Regions from separate parts of the Zea mays genome. Here region 1 is linked to region 2. Evidence: chromatin contacts called from public Hi-C data. All regions are on one chromosome and are shown on one strand. Each heading gives the region's core, a stretch centred on a gene start, on an enhancer-like site or on the middle of the called end of the contact. The rest is flanking DNA. Distances are from core to core; before and after follow the strand shown.

Region 1 (6,985 bases), core at 3,853-6,352, 140 kb after region 2:
CGAGGCGACCTAGGGCTGCAGGCGTTGCGTCCCGCGTGCGCCCGGTGTGGACCGAGGCTTCCCGCATGAATCGGGAAGTCGCGGCGCGATGCTCCAGGGGGTACCCCTGCCTTCTGGAGGCAGAGCTTTCAGCCCGTCGGACCGCGACATCCTCCAGGAGATTCTTGAGCTCACCCTGGGTATGCTGCCCCTCGGTGGTGGATGGCTCCGGCATTGCTCGAAGTAGTATTGCTGCTGCAGCCACGTTCTGGCCGACCCCACTGGAAGCCGGGGGTAGCCTTGCCCTGGCATCGTCAGCGATGCGGTGCTGGACGTCCTGGGCCAGATGACGCGCTTCTCCGGCTAGTGCTCGGCCTGCCCACTCCTGCCCGATGTTCTGCCGGAGCTGCACAAGTTGCCCTGCTTCCTCGTCGAGCCTGGCCTGCATCTCGCGGATTTGCTCGAGCTGTATGTCCTGACCCCCCGCAGGGACTGGGACCACAGCTAGCTCCCGAAGGATGTCAACGCGAGGCACAGGCCTAGGGGGATCGCCGTCCTCCGGCATACCAAGGTGGTTGCCTTCGTCGAGACCCCCTAGATCGACGTGGAAACATTCGCGACTTGGGCCACAGTCCTCGTCGTCGAGGCTGTGGCCACCATCGGAGTAATCGGAGAGGCAGTAGTCACATGCGGCCATTAACTCTCGCATGACACTGGGGTTACTGAGCCCGGAGAAATCCCAACCAGAGTCGGACTCGTCATCTTCCTCGGAACCCGGGGGCCCGTAGGTCGAGACGGCCGTCAGTCGGTCCTAGGTTGACCACATATGGTACCCCAGAAGGTTAGGATATACCTTTATGAAAGCGTCCACCAAAGCGGGGTCGCTTGGTGGGTCGAAGCTGAATCTAAAAGGCACAGGGTGGAAAATGGACGATACCTCTTGATCGACGGGTGGTGACAAAGTCGCGTCGGGGACGGACTGCACCGTTATCTCAGGTACGAGGCTAACGCCCAACAAGTCCTTCGCGAGCGTGCTGGCGTCATTCGTCCGCTTGGGGTTGGCGTGTTGCGGGGAAACGACGCTCGTCTTCGTCTCAGACGCGAGGTCAACACCCGACGTGTCCCCTGCTGGGGCGCCGGCGTCGTCGACTCGCTCGACAGCCAATGAGGTGCCGCCTCCTGCTTGGCCATGGTTGCCACGCCTCCTCCTCCTGCGGCGGGGAAGGTGACGGGACTGACCCAGATGCCGTTCTTCCGCCACGCGGGGAAGACGTCGTCGATTCCTCCGCCGTCGGGCGGGCTGGCGGCCGTCATTGTCGTTGTCGCGCGGCGGAGGAAGGAGTACCATGTCGTAGCTGCCGTCGAGGGACATGAACTCGAGACTCCCAAAACGGAGCAGCGTCCCGGGCTGGAGAGGTTGCTGGAGACTACCCATCTGGAGCTTGACGGGAAGCTGTTCGTCAACACGCAGCAGGCCCCTACCTGGCGCGCCAACTGTCGGCGTTTCGGCCCCGGGGGGTCCCTGGACCGACGAGTAAATTGTCGCTGCGTGTCCCAGCCCAGATGGATCGGCGCGAGATGGAACACAATGGGAAAAAAGGGGAACCGCGGCTCGTGTTATCCTGCGCCCAGGGCGGATGCGCTTGCAGTAGGGGGTTACAAGCGTTCGCGAGGGAGAGAGAGAGGGAGCCTGTCCGTCAGCCCGTTCTCTCGCGCGGCCACCTTCTCGTACGAGGGCCCTGGACCTTCCTTTTATAGATGTAAGGAGAGGGCCCAGGTGTACAATGGGGGGGTGTAGCAACGTGCTAACGTGTCCGACAGAGGGGAGCCAGAGCCCTATGTACATGCCGACGTGGTTGTCGGAGTGGTGTTAGTGCCCTGTGCATGTGATGTCGTGGTCATCGGAGGAGCGCTTGAGCTCTGTAGAAGCACAGCTGTCGGGGCTGTCGGGTCCTTGCTGACGTCTCCTTGCTTCCATAGGGGGCTGAGAACCGCCATCGTCATGGGAGCACGCGGGGTGCCATCATTACTCATTTACCGGGGCGAGCAAGATGGGACACCGGTCTTGTTCCCCGTAGCCTGAGCTAGCTAGGGGTAGGGTAATGATGTGCCCCCCTGTAACGTGGTCAGTCCGAGCCCAAGGTCGGGTGAGGCGGTGACTCCTCCGAGGTCGAGGCTGAGTCCGAGCCCTGGGGTCGGGCGAGGCGGAGACCGTCTTCCGGGGTCGAGGTTGAGTCCGAGCCCTGGGGTCGGGCGAGTCGGAGACCGTCTTCCGAGGTCGAGGTTGAGTCCGAGCCCTGGGGTCGGATGAGGCGGAGACCGTCTTCCGGGGTCGAGGTTGAGTCCGAGCCCTGGGGTCGGGCAAGGCGGAGCTTCCTATGGCGCCTGAGGCTGGACTCGGCTGCTGTCAGCCTCACCCTGGCGGGTGGCACAGCAGTCGGAGCAGGGCAGGCGGCGCTGTTTTCCTGTCAGGTCAGTCAGTGGAGGGGCGAAATGACTGCGGTCACTTCGGCCCTGTCGACTGAGGAGCGCGTGTCAGGATAAGGTGTCAGGTGATCCTTGCATTGAATGCTCCTGTGATATGGTCGGTTGGCGTGGCGATCTAGCCAAGGTTGCTTCACTGTGAAACCTGCCCGAGCTGGGCCTCGGACGAGCCGAAGGTGTGCCTGTTGCTTGATGAGGCCCTCGGGCGAGGCGTGAATCCACCTAGGTCTACTGTTCCTGCCCGAGGCTGGGCTCGGGCGAGGCGAGACCGTGCCCCTTGAGTGGATGGAGCTTTGACCTGTATTGCGCCCATCATGCCTTTGTAGCTTGTGCTGATGGTGGTTACCAGCCGAGTTTAGGAGTCTCGGGGGTACCCCTAATTATGGTCCCCGATAGATAATAACACCCACAATGCAATGCAAATGACAAATTGAGTTTAATTCCATAAGTTAATCATGTGAGTGTCCGAGCCGCTCATGATCGTGAGCACGACTGATATACCAGTTTTACACTCTGTAGAGGTTGCACATCTTTACCCATAAGTCGTGTTACCCATTTGCCACGGGGTTGTACGGACCCCATACACCTCTACCGAGGAAGCGAGGCAGGGTAGCACTACGAGGTCTTTCCAAAGTTCCACTAGTTCGAGAATACCCACTACGGTTTCAGGAAGAAGGAAGCATAGGAATCCCTCGTCCGAACTGCCATCGCAGAAGTTCAACCCGAGAACCTCCCTATACTCTGCAGTGACGCCTCTCCGCTAGCCCCTTTCAAGTAAGGTAATCTCTCCTTAGCTTTCCTAATTACTTAGCCAAGGGCGTCCCATTCCACCCTTGTGGTAGCACTGTTTTCCCGGATGGTTCTCCATGTTCCAATTAACAAAATGATCTTGTCATGAACAATAATTAAAACAACAACATAATTGGAACATGATCATAATTCAAATGTAACATTAATCCCAAAACTAGGTAGAGCAATAGCAATACTACCCAATAGTTCATTTGTTTGCAAGGTGTGGGATAAACAATACTAGGGAAACCTATTAGGTCTCGTCAAATTAACCTGAGCATGTCACAGTGTTTAACAGGAACATTAAAAGTGATCAAGGGCACAACTTGCCTTAGACTCGAGATTCCCAGGTACTTCGCCAACTTGGTCTTCAAGTGACTCGTAACCTCGCTGCTACTCGTAGCAATACAAACAAACATAGTACAGGCAAAATTAACATCACACCAATCATGAGAACATATTGCATAATAATTATCTACGCGTCGTAACGAGATCGCAGGTTCGAGAACCACTAAATTCGGAGTTACGATTTAAGAGTTATGGCTTTCTAAATATTTAGGTGTTGGTCATAAAACAAGATGAGTGTATGATTTTACTACATGTGACATAAAAAATATGTTACTAACTAATAAACAATATCAGTATGAGTCGATTGCAACTGGAATGGATTAAAAGGAGTTAAACTAAATTACTTATGAATTAAACAAGGTTCTAGAATTATTTTTATACTAGAAATGCTTTTCTTTATTAATTTTACTCATTTTATTCTATCCTTGGACTGCGGCCACTATTTCAGAAGAGTTTAGGGTTTATTTTGTAAATTCTAGGACTTCTTTGTAACACTCTCGCAAAAGGGCTGGACGGCAGGTTGATTGTGTAGGAATCCGGGGTCTCTTATGCAAAATACCCTGGGCGAACGGGTATCGGGCACCCAAATCCGCCCGATTCAAGTCCAACCGCCCAGATTAAATGGAGCCTCTTAATGAACCGGTACGCGACACGGGCCACACGAACCGTGATGAATAGATACGATTTAAAACAACGACATTGATTCTCCTACCCAGGATCTGAATCAGACGACCGAAATCCTATTGATCGAAGGGGTACGCTATCGGCTAATCACGTTCGTCTAACACCGGATCAACGGTCGACATCCCCTCTCTTACCTATGACACCACCGCGGCGGTGGAAGCGAGCACCACGTCGGTGCTCCCGCTGACGCACGCCAATTTCGAGCCCTGGTGCACCCACTCCCCATTTTAGCATGGCAATGCGCTGAGTAGTCAACGACGAACTCATGGAAGAAGGACTCACCGACACAGGTGAAGCAACGACAATGGCCCATGGAGGGGGCTCCACGGAGAAGCCAATGCTCCATTGAGCAATTGATCGGGCTTGGACGACAATCTCCGCCTGCAAAGCCTTTGAGAAACTCCTTGGACGATCTATGCACGGCCCAGAGCTGATCCTGAGGTATCCTCGACGGCGAAGCAGAGCTCCACCCGCATCGGCTTCACGATGGTGGTCCACCCTTCTAGCATGACACGGGCGGCGGTGTGATATGAGGTGGGGCGGTCTCGGCTGGGTTTGTGGGAAGGACAATGACTCACAATATATAGGCTCCTAGCCGTGATTCCACCGAGATGGCTGGGGATTCCTGTTGAGTCTGTTGAGATTGCCGCACCATCCGCGGGGAAGATGAACATGGCCACCCGACCCCACGTGCAAGAGACATAGCTAGAAGGAAGGAGTTATGTCAAGCGGGGCCCACAAACCAGCACGCAACAACCCGCGCGTGCTTTGTGAGACTGTGAGCCGGGGCCCATCATTTGGCGCGGGGCAAGTACCTGCAACGCGCGCCGCGAGAGCGTGGTGAGGCTGTCCCATGGGCCCCACCGGCAGTGACCCGCAGGAGAACCAGTGTGGGATTGCTAGGCCGAGGGATGTGGTTTAAAATGGGTCGGCGCGATGTAAACGACCCAAATACAGGTTTGCTCACGTTTTCTTTTCTTTCATTTCCAAATTTTTGTTTCTCCATTTTAATTTGCAGATTTTAAATTTGAATTCAGAGTTGAGATTTTCAATTTCAACTATGCACAGTCAAAATCCAAGTATGATGCAAAGTATATTTATTTATTTATCATCAATAATATTTATTTATTCACTAATATTTTAGCATGCCCAATCCATGAAAGGACTAATTTACTCACTTTAACAAAAAATATCTTCTTGTCATTTCTTTTCTTAGATTCCATATTCCAATTATAGTTTCAAGATTCAATTCTAGCTTTGAATAATTAGAATATAATATCACTATTAATTTATTTTAGGAGAATAATTTCAAAGATAATAAAATTTCTATTCAAAAACTTTTGGAAGATCATTTTTTTGTTTTAAAAATCTAAGATAGAATTCCGGGTGTTACAGCGGGGCAGCCCTGCACGGGCGTGGCTCGCCCTTGGTGTGCGCTACGTTGCCAGCAGCACATAGAAGTGCCGGCGCGGGCACTACTGTTCATGCGAGCGGGCCTGGTGCAAGCTGCCTTCTAGGCCTGCGGTGCCATCTGATCACACGCAAGTTCCATTGATAGGGTTGAACGGGGAGGATTTTTCTTTCTTTACTTTAGTGCAACTGCATCGGCTATTCTGCTGTCTGCTTTTCGCTGACAGTGATGGCATGGAATGGTTGCTTTTTTATTTGTTAAGTAATCATAGAATCATCGATGGTATAATTTAAGAATTTTGCTATTTTTCTGTCGGTTGTTTCCCCTTTTTGTGTGTGTGTAGAACTGTAAGATTATAGGCCATTGGTTGTGCTTTCAGGTTGTGCGGATTGTTCAGGAGATTTTGTACAAAACAAACTAGATAAGAATGGGAGAGGTTTTTATTGGTGGTTCTTAAACTGAAGTCAGTAAAAATATGGTCTTTTATATTGGCGGTTTGTTGCAGCTCTCTATGTTCCAACGGCTGTTTGTAGCTGTGAAGCGCTTCCTAAACTGAAGTCAGTGAAAATAGTTTAAGACTATAATCCATCCTTCCTAAATTGAAGGGTTCTTAAACTGAAGTCAGTGATATATCAGTCGTACTCACGGATAAGAGTAGTATGGACCCTCACGTGATAATTGAACTGGAAGACGGAAATAAATCGTGATCAGTTTTGTTTAAGTGGTATGCTTAATTGGTTCACTCAAGTGATTGAGCCCCATGTCGTGTTCTATTTTGGTTTAAGTGGTTCTATACTTTATGTTGATGATATATATGCTGATGATTATTGATTATGCTTAATATGAGTTTGTTATATACTTATACTTAGTAATCAAGTGTGGATACTAAAATGTTGACCACATTAAATTTTAGACTTATCTTGTTATCCTTTCATTTTTCACCCAACTTGTTGAGCCTCCACCATAAGTGAGCTCACCCCTTGCTTAGTTTTGATTAGAAGTTTGCAGATAAAGATTATGATGGTGAACTTGATGGATGCTAGTCTAGTGATACCCCCGGTCATCTTCCAGTGCAAGGATGCCCATGTTCTGATGTACTATGATGAGTAATAAAGGTTAAGACGTTATGTCGATTCGAAGTATAATATGTTAAAATAATCTTTATTTACGCTTTATGCATTGTTTTTTGACATATTACACTTGTGACGTCAACATATGTGTGAAAATAGATCCTGACACACATATTGTAACACCTCAAAACCATCAACTAAATCAATGCATTTAGATTAT
Region 2 (7,390 bases), core at 2,975-5,474:
GATTATCATGTGTGAAGCATGCCTAGGTTGCTTTTAAAATGTTATATATCTTGAGGCATGCATTGTTTCCACTAGTCATAAGTTGTATTATGTCATCTATTCAATTGGTATCTTTTGTGATGCAATTGATATATTGCCTAGACTAAGGTATGGTGTGATCCCCTCTAGTTCTGAGGACGCTAGAATGTGCAAGGTGCAAGTCACTCAAATACTTGATGCACAACTTTAGGGGGAGCACACACAACTTGTGTCTTTTGGGACTAACTAGTTATTGAGTGATCCTATATAGTCTCAAGGTGGAAAAGGGAAAATGAGCAAGAAATGAAGCAATCAGGACTTGGGTACCTCCACAAGTCGAGTAATTGGTATCTAAAGTTGTGAGTAATTGTGTATTTAAAGATTGCTCATGCTCTATAATAGTTGGTGATCCTAGATGCTTATCTTTAAATATCATGGAGCTATGACAGTGATGATCTTTCAATTAGTAGCCTTGGTAGTGTGCTTCAATTAGTATCTTTTGGTAATCACTAGAATAGAAGCTTCATCTTGTGCCACAATACTATAACTTGTTCTATGTTTGGTGTCTTACCAACAAGAAAAGGTCAGGATAAAGGATCAGACACAAGTGTGAAGGAGCTCCCTAGAGATAAAACTTTCAAGATGGAAATCTTAAATTGATGACAAAAGCAACTCCGCCTACTTAGATGGAAAGTACACCATAACATGGTAAAGGTAAAAAAAGGAGGTATTGACCTTTCTACGTATTTGTACCTTTTGTGTTGCATATGTTTAATATGTAAGGGGGAGTAATGTTATTGTGTTGCACTTTACCTGCTTAATACCCTGTTGTCCCTTGACATCATCCTATGTTCTTGCTTGGGTTTTGGTGTTTGATGTCAAAGGGGGAGAATTCGTGCATTAAAGCTTACCTCGACCTGAGAGGAAAGCTTATCCTAAGTGTGAAGAGGCTTATCCTAAGTGTGAAGAGGGTGAAGATTAAAGATTAATTTTCACTGTGTGCTAAAGGACTCAAAGGAGTTTCCTTGAGTTCCCTTGATCTTAAGGAAGAATGTGTTAGTTTTGTTGATAATACTTATCATAGCTTCTTGTTGTATTATATGGTAATAGTACATAATTAGTGCTTCCAATGATATGAATCAATTAGAATCTATTGTGTTTGTCATGTAATAGATATTCATATGGTTCTGGTGCTTTAATTGGTGTCACACCCGGGTTTTAGGGGCACCAAGACCCGGGCGCGAACATAAACACCAGATATGCTGGGACCAAGTCTCACACATATGATGTATAGTGGCACAGGATCGAATGTCACATCTTTATATATAACAGGAGTTCTATACAAAATAAATATTTACATTATAAGGAGACAACGGTCCAGCAACCCAAAGTTGACTGGGAGACGACGGCCTAGACCTCTCATGAACACATCGCAGCAACCTCCAAGCGCCTCATCCTGCGGTACCTGTTCTTGACCTGTGGGGGGGTGTGAGACAGCAAGAGTGAGCTCACATACGTTCATCGCTCAACAAGTTGTGGGGAATAATGTGCATGAACTCGCCAAAGGTGGGAGCTCATGTGAAGTGTAAGGCTTACCAAAGAGGATGGCTGAAGCTGAGCATTGCTTTTAAAGTTGGTCAAAATTTTATTAGCCATTACTAAGTATAAGTAAATACCAACCCAATTAAATAGTAGAACAGAGGTAACAACATCACCTGCGATGCAATGCATATGACAAATTGAATTTAAGTTCCATAGATTAATCATGTGAGGGTCCGAGCTGCTCATGACCGTGAGCACGGCTAGTATACCAGTTTTACACTCTGCAGAGGTTGCGCATCTTTACCCACAAGTCATGTTACCCATCTGCCAAGGGATCGCGACTTTCCATACACCTCTACCGAGGAGGCGAGGCAGGGTAACACTACGAGGCCTTTACAAAGTTCCACTAGCTTCAGAAAACCCGCTACAGTTTATAGGAAGCTCCAATGCAGGAATCCCTTGCAGGACCGCCATCGCAGCAAAATCCTCCCGAGGGCCTCCCTACACTGACCACTCCCCTACTGCCCTTGCCCCTTTCGGGTAAGGTAGTCTTCCACTAGCTTTCCTAATTAATCGGCCAAGGGCGTCCCATTAAACCCTTGTGGTAGCACTGTTTTCCCGGGTGGTCGCTCCATGTTCCAATTAACATAATGATCTTATCATGAACGATAAATAACAACGGATAACAAAAGTATAATCATGAGTAATGTATCTTCATACCCAAAACCACATAAAGCACTAGCAAGTACTACCCAAAAAGTTCAGTGATAAACAAGGTATAAAGATAATCAAACTAGGGTAACCTATTGGGTCCCATCAAAATTAACCTATGCAGATCATTATGATTAATTAGAACATGAGTGGGTAAAAAGAAGTGATCAAGGGCACAACTTGTCTGGGACTTGAGATTCCAGGTACCAGGATGATCTTCAGATGACTCGTGACCTCACGCTAGTCGTAGCAATACAAACAAACATGGTATAGGCAAAATTAACATTACACCAAACATATATGCAAAATACATATTAATAATCTACATATTGAAATAAGATCATGGGAACATGGATTATTAATTTTGAAGTTATAGATTTTAAGTTATGAATTTCTGAAGGTTTTATGTGTTTTATACAAGATTAAATAGGATATAACTTTTTTTGTGACAAACATGTCAAAACAGTGGTACTAAATGATAAACAATAATATTACAAAATTATAGGAATTAGAATGGATTCATTTGGACTTTATATGAATTTTCTATGAATTTAACCAATTCTAACATTTATTTCTACATTAAAAACCCATTCTATATTTATTTTTCTAATTTTTCCAACACTCTGAACTGGGCGCGAATAACAGAGAAACACAGGGGCTATTTCATAAAAATTCCTTAGACTCAGAAGTATTCCGCGGGGGACGGCGGGTTGATTCTTGAAAAGTGGAGGGGCTCTTTATGAACTTTGCCACGATGAAGGGGTATGAGATTACCTGGGTCGCTCGATTTCCAATATACGGCCTGGATTAGAAGCTTTACTATCCGAACCGGTATGCGATCGCCACCGTTGGATCACAGATCCACGCACTGGACTTAACACCACTGAGATCTAATCTGCTCCGTTGGACTCAGTATGAACGGCCTAGATCACTACCCCGAGGCGATACGAGCCGACCAAATCACAACCGTCCAGATTGGATCGGATGGCTCGCGCCTGTCTCCATCCTTCCTACTACCAGACACGGCGGCGCCTGCAGACACACGAACGCCGACGTCGCTGGCGCTCGGTGGTGCGGGGCGGATCCGAATCCCAACCGTCGTCTCGAAAGGGAGGTTCTGCAGGTGAGCCGGATTCGAGTCCCACCCCGACGGCTGAATCCGGCTGAATTCCTCTCGCAGGAGCAGGGAGTGGTCGTGGCCACGGAGCAAGAACGCGCAGGAGGGGCAGAGGTAGTCGCGGCCACCGGCCTCGAGGCAGCGCTCCACGACGTTGGCGTCCATGGCCACGCCGGCGAGTTAAGGGTGCGACAGACCTGTTCCACTGGACCACGCACCTCGATGACGTGCGCGGAGGACGAGGGCGTTGGTCTTCCTTCCGCCCAGCAGATTCCATGGCTCTCGAGATCTCCGTGCTTGCCCCGAACAACCACATCGGCGAGCAAACCAGGTTGCGGCCCTGGCGGACGGTGGCGGCGGTGCTGCTGCCCTTGTCGCGGCGCGGTCAACAGCAATTTCTCTGCCCTGGCGAGGAATTACGGCCGCGATTCACGGCATCTGGGCATGGCGAGATGACAAGCATGCGCGGCGCAAACAATCGAGTCCCCGCGACCCAACTGCGAAGACTCTACGATGCCGCATGCTAGTCCCCGCTGTTGCCGTCACCTAGCTTCATCCTCACGGCGGCCATGGTACTCAACAGAGAATAATCCAGCAGGGGAAAGGATCGATCTGCACACATAAATACAGGGGAGGAGCTGGGGACGCAATCCTAACAACTCCGCGAAAATAGCAACAAATCCCCAGCCGATTCCCCCCAGGCCGGTTCCGGATTCTGCTCGATTTTCTACCGATTCCGTGGATTCCGTTTTGGCTGCAGCCCTGGCTTCGTTTGGTTACCGTGGAGAGGAAAGAGCTAACGCACTGGTCCCACCCATCAGTGGCTGGCGAGCATGCGTTTGTTTGAGAAGAGGTGCAGCAGCATGGGCCCATGTGGCGGTGACCAAGCGAGTGTAAGGGAGTGTTTGGCCGAGCGGGCTGATGCGCGGACCTCGCGAATGGCTGACCTGCGGGCCATACTTGTCGGCACGCTGGCCGGTTGGGTGCTCACATAAGTGGGCCAACATGCTAGGGTTTCGTGGGCTGTGCGGGATAGAATCTGAAAATGGACCAGGAATAAGAGTTGCAGCCCGGATAAGCTTTTCTCATTTTCTTTTTCCTGTTCTATTTTATTTTAGTTGTTTCTCTTTTTTTTATATTCAAATTCAAAATTGAGTTCAACTTTCAAACCAGATTTATGTCCAAACACATGCAATAAAATGTATTTGGTTATTTATTTACCATTTTTTTATTATTATACTCCTTTAGTTAAACGTCCCAAATCAAATAGTAGATAGTAATTCATATTATTGATTTTAGGAAATATCATTTTTGAGTGTGTGGTCATAATAAAAAAAACTTCAAATGGTTATTTGTTGATTACTTCTTGATTTCTGTTAAGAGGGGGGTAATATATTTTCTAATAAAGTGACTTGGGTATTTGGAATGGTATTTCTAACTGTATAGATTACGGGAGGAATATTCCAAGTAAAAAAATAGATTATTATTTTGAGATTCATCAATGACTCCCAAAATAGGATTTTGGGTGTTACAATTGGTATCTTAATTGTGAATAGTGGTAGGTTGATATTCATGTGGTATATCCAATTAACTAGTGTTTAATTCTGATTCTGTGCATGTGTGTGTTATATGCATCACAGTTTAATTCTTGAGACAATGCAACCCACACGTGCTAAGGTGTAGTTATGCTTCGAATTAGCCTAAGTATGTGCAATTTGGCATATAAGGCCAAAGTTGAGATTTTAATGTAAGCACATATTTAGGGGGAGCATTCTATAAACTTAGAATTCAAAATTTGAGCTTTAAATCTTATTCTTGTGTAAGCTTTAATTGGGTTGCCATCAATCACCAAAAAGGGGGAGATTTAAAGCTCTCTTGTGGGTTTTGCTGTTTAGATGACAACTCAATTAAAGTACTAACAAGTATGCTAAGTGTTGAATAGGTGCTTAATGCAAAGCTAACAGAGTTCAACACAAGTGAACAAGTGTGATGGTCCAAAGACTAGATTATCTATAGATAATGGACATCACAAGTAAGATGGACATTGCTTAAGTGAGGCTCGATGTGCATAACTCAGAGACAACCGATCAAGCCAAGGATGGAGGCAAGAAGAGCTTCGAGGTACCGAGTGCCCGGGAGAAGGTCAAGGAGACCAGGAACCCAAAAGCCAGGGGTGAAGAAGAAGACTTGCAAAGTCAAGGTTAATCGAGTTAAGAAGAGTTATGGTGCATCAAGGATCACTACCTAAGGACATGACTTACAACCAATAAGGTAACATCTACAATTATGTGGTGTAAGTAATAAAGCTCAAGATCAAGCTCTAGAAGTGAACAAGGTATGTTTTTTGGACTTAATGAATTGTTTTGTTCACTAACATGGTTATCTGAGTGCTAGAAACAGTGCCAAGAAAAGAAGAAAAGAGTTGGAGAAGATATGGCTTTGTATAGCTAAATCCAGCACCAGCCTGGCACACCGGACTGTCCGGTGGTGCACCGGACAGTGTCTGGTGCCCTAGGCTGACTCAGCGGTGGACTACCAGCTCTCGGGAATCTGTGGGGAGTTGTGGCTAAAATTCACCGGACTGTCCGGTGGTGCACCAGACTGTCCAGAGAGTCTGAGCTGCCCGAGCCAACGGTCGAAAGCGTAATCAGCGGGCGACACCTGGCCTGAGCCAACAGTCAGTGGGTGCACCGGACTGTCCGGTGCGCCAAACGGTCTGAAGGCGCAACGGTCGGCTTCGCCAGAAAAGGAAGGAGATCGGGCACCGGACAAGCACTGTTCATGTCCGGTGGTGCACCGGACTGTCCGGTGTGCCACCCGACAGAAAGCAAGGATTGCCTTCCAAAAGGAATTCTAACGGCTCCTAGGCCCCTTGGGTCTATAAAAGGGACCCCTAGGCGCCTCCAACAATGACACAAGAGCAGCCAACAATTGTATACATCATTTGGATCAATTCTCTCTCTCCCTCTCGTGTATATCTCTCTAGTTTGTGCACATGCAAAGCTATAAGCCTTTAGAGAGTGAAGAAGTGCTGCTGAGAGCAAGAGTAAAGTCTTGAGCGCATTGTTACTCTACCAGAGTGCTGTCAAGAAGACTGTAAGTAGCCACGGTGTTGTTGTAACCAATATCAACATAGTGGAAGGCTCTATCTGTCATACTGACATATCTGAGCAAAAGGAGGAAGGAGTTGAAGTAGACTCCAAGCCTAGGTGTGGCTAACTCCAACAAGGACTAGGCAAGCATTTCAGGCTTGGCCGAACCTCGGGATAAATCCCTGCGTCTGTGTGCTCTGCTCTGTGTTGTGTGCTGATTCTCTATCTTTCTTACTCTTTATATCTGCACTTCAACACTTATTTGTGGTACAAGTTATATTTGAAGTGCAGGGCATTTTAAGACAGGATCTTCTATTCCGCTGCAACCTACTCGAAGAGTTTTTCATTCCACTGTGATCCAGACTTTGAGTAAGAATTTAAGTTGTAAAGTGATAATTATTATTCGCCTATTCACCCCCCTCTAGGCGACATCCAGATCCTGTTCCCGGGTATAGGGAACTTTCATCTTTGCCGAGTGCCAGCGGACAGGCACTCGGCAAAGTATATATTTATGATCTTTGCCGAGTGCTCCACGTTAGACACTAGGCAACGAAGGTCTTTGCCGAGTGTCAACTTTAGACACTCGGCAAAGCATATTTCTATTTTTTTCTTTTCCCTTACCAAACTTTTTGTGGTATGTTCCTACAGTATGTAGACCTACATGTACCATTTTGGGACAATTATAACAGTGTTTTCAATAGCTAGTAGATTTAGTTCGTTTATTTGAATTTCTTCGAAAAATTTAGATTTGAACTGCAAGTCACTCAAAACTTGGATAATCGTGCATGCAAAAATGATACACATGTTATTTAGCACAAGTTACGACCGATTTCAGGAGCGGATCGTAAACTTCGAGCAACATGCTCACTAAACATGGTCGTGAACTTGCCATCCACATGTTTAAAAATTG

The links. Hi-C and Micro-C count contacts between places; a contact is called where the count stands out from the background.
Region 1: a Hi-C map of leaf mesophyll shows a contact between it and region 2, with 2.5 times the contacts expected there. The contact joins two enhancer-like sites. A contact is called at or near these places in 2 of 25 Hi-C or Micro-C datasets (endosperm and leaf mesophyll).

What each region holds. Positions count from the first base shown.
Region 1 is chr8:88,461,534-88,468,518 of Zm-B73-REFERENCE-NAM-5.0, forward strand. No RefSeq gene overlaps it. Among protein-coding and RNA genes, the nearest start is that of LOC103635516, 59 kb to the left of the region's middle. Within about 2 kb of position 5,103, at least 16 of the 20 cell types and tissues checked have an H3K27ac peak or open chromatin away from gene starts, as enhancers often do. A contact at or near this core is called in leaf mesophyll, where this site is marked.
Region 2 is chr8:88,318,522-88,325,911 of Zm-B73-REFERENCE-NAM-5.0, forward strand. No RefSeq gene overlaps it. Among protein-coding and RNA genes, the nearest start is that of LOC109941420, 15 kb to the left of the region's middle. Within about 2 kb of position 4,225, at least 19 of the 20 cell types and tissues checked have an H3K27ac peak or open chromatin away from gene starts, as enhancers often do. A contact at or near this core is called in leaf mesophyll, where this site is marked.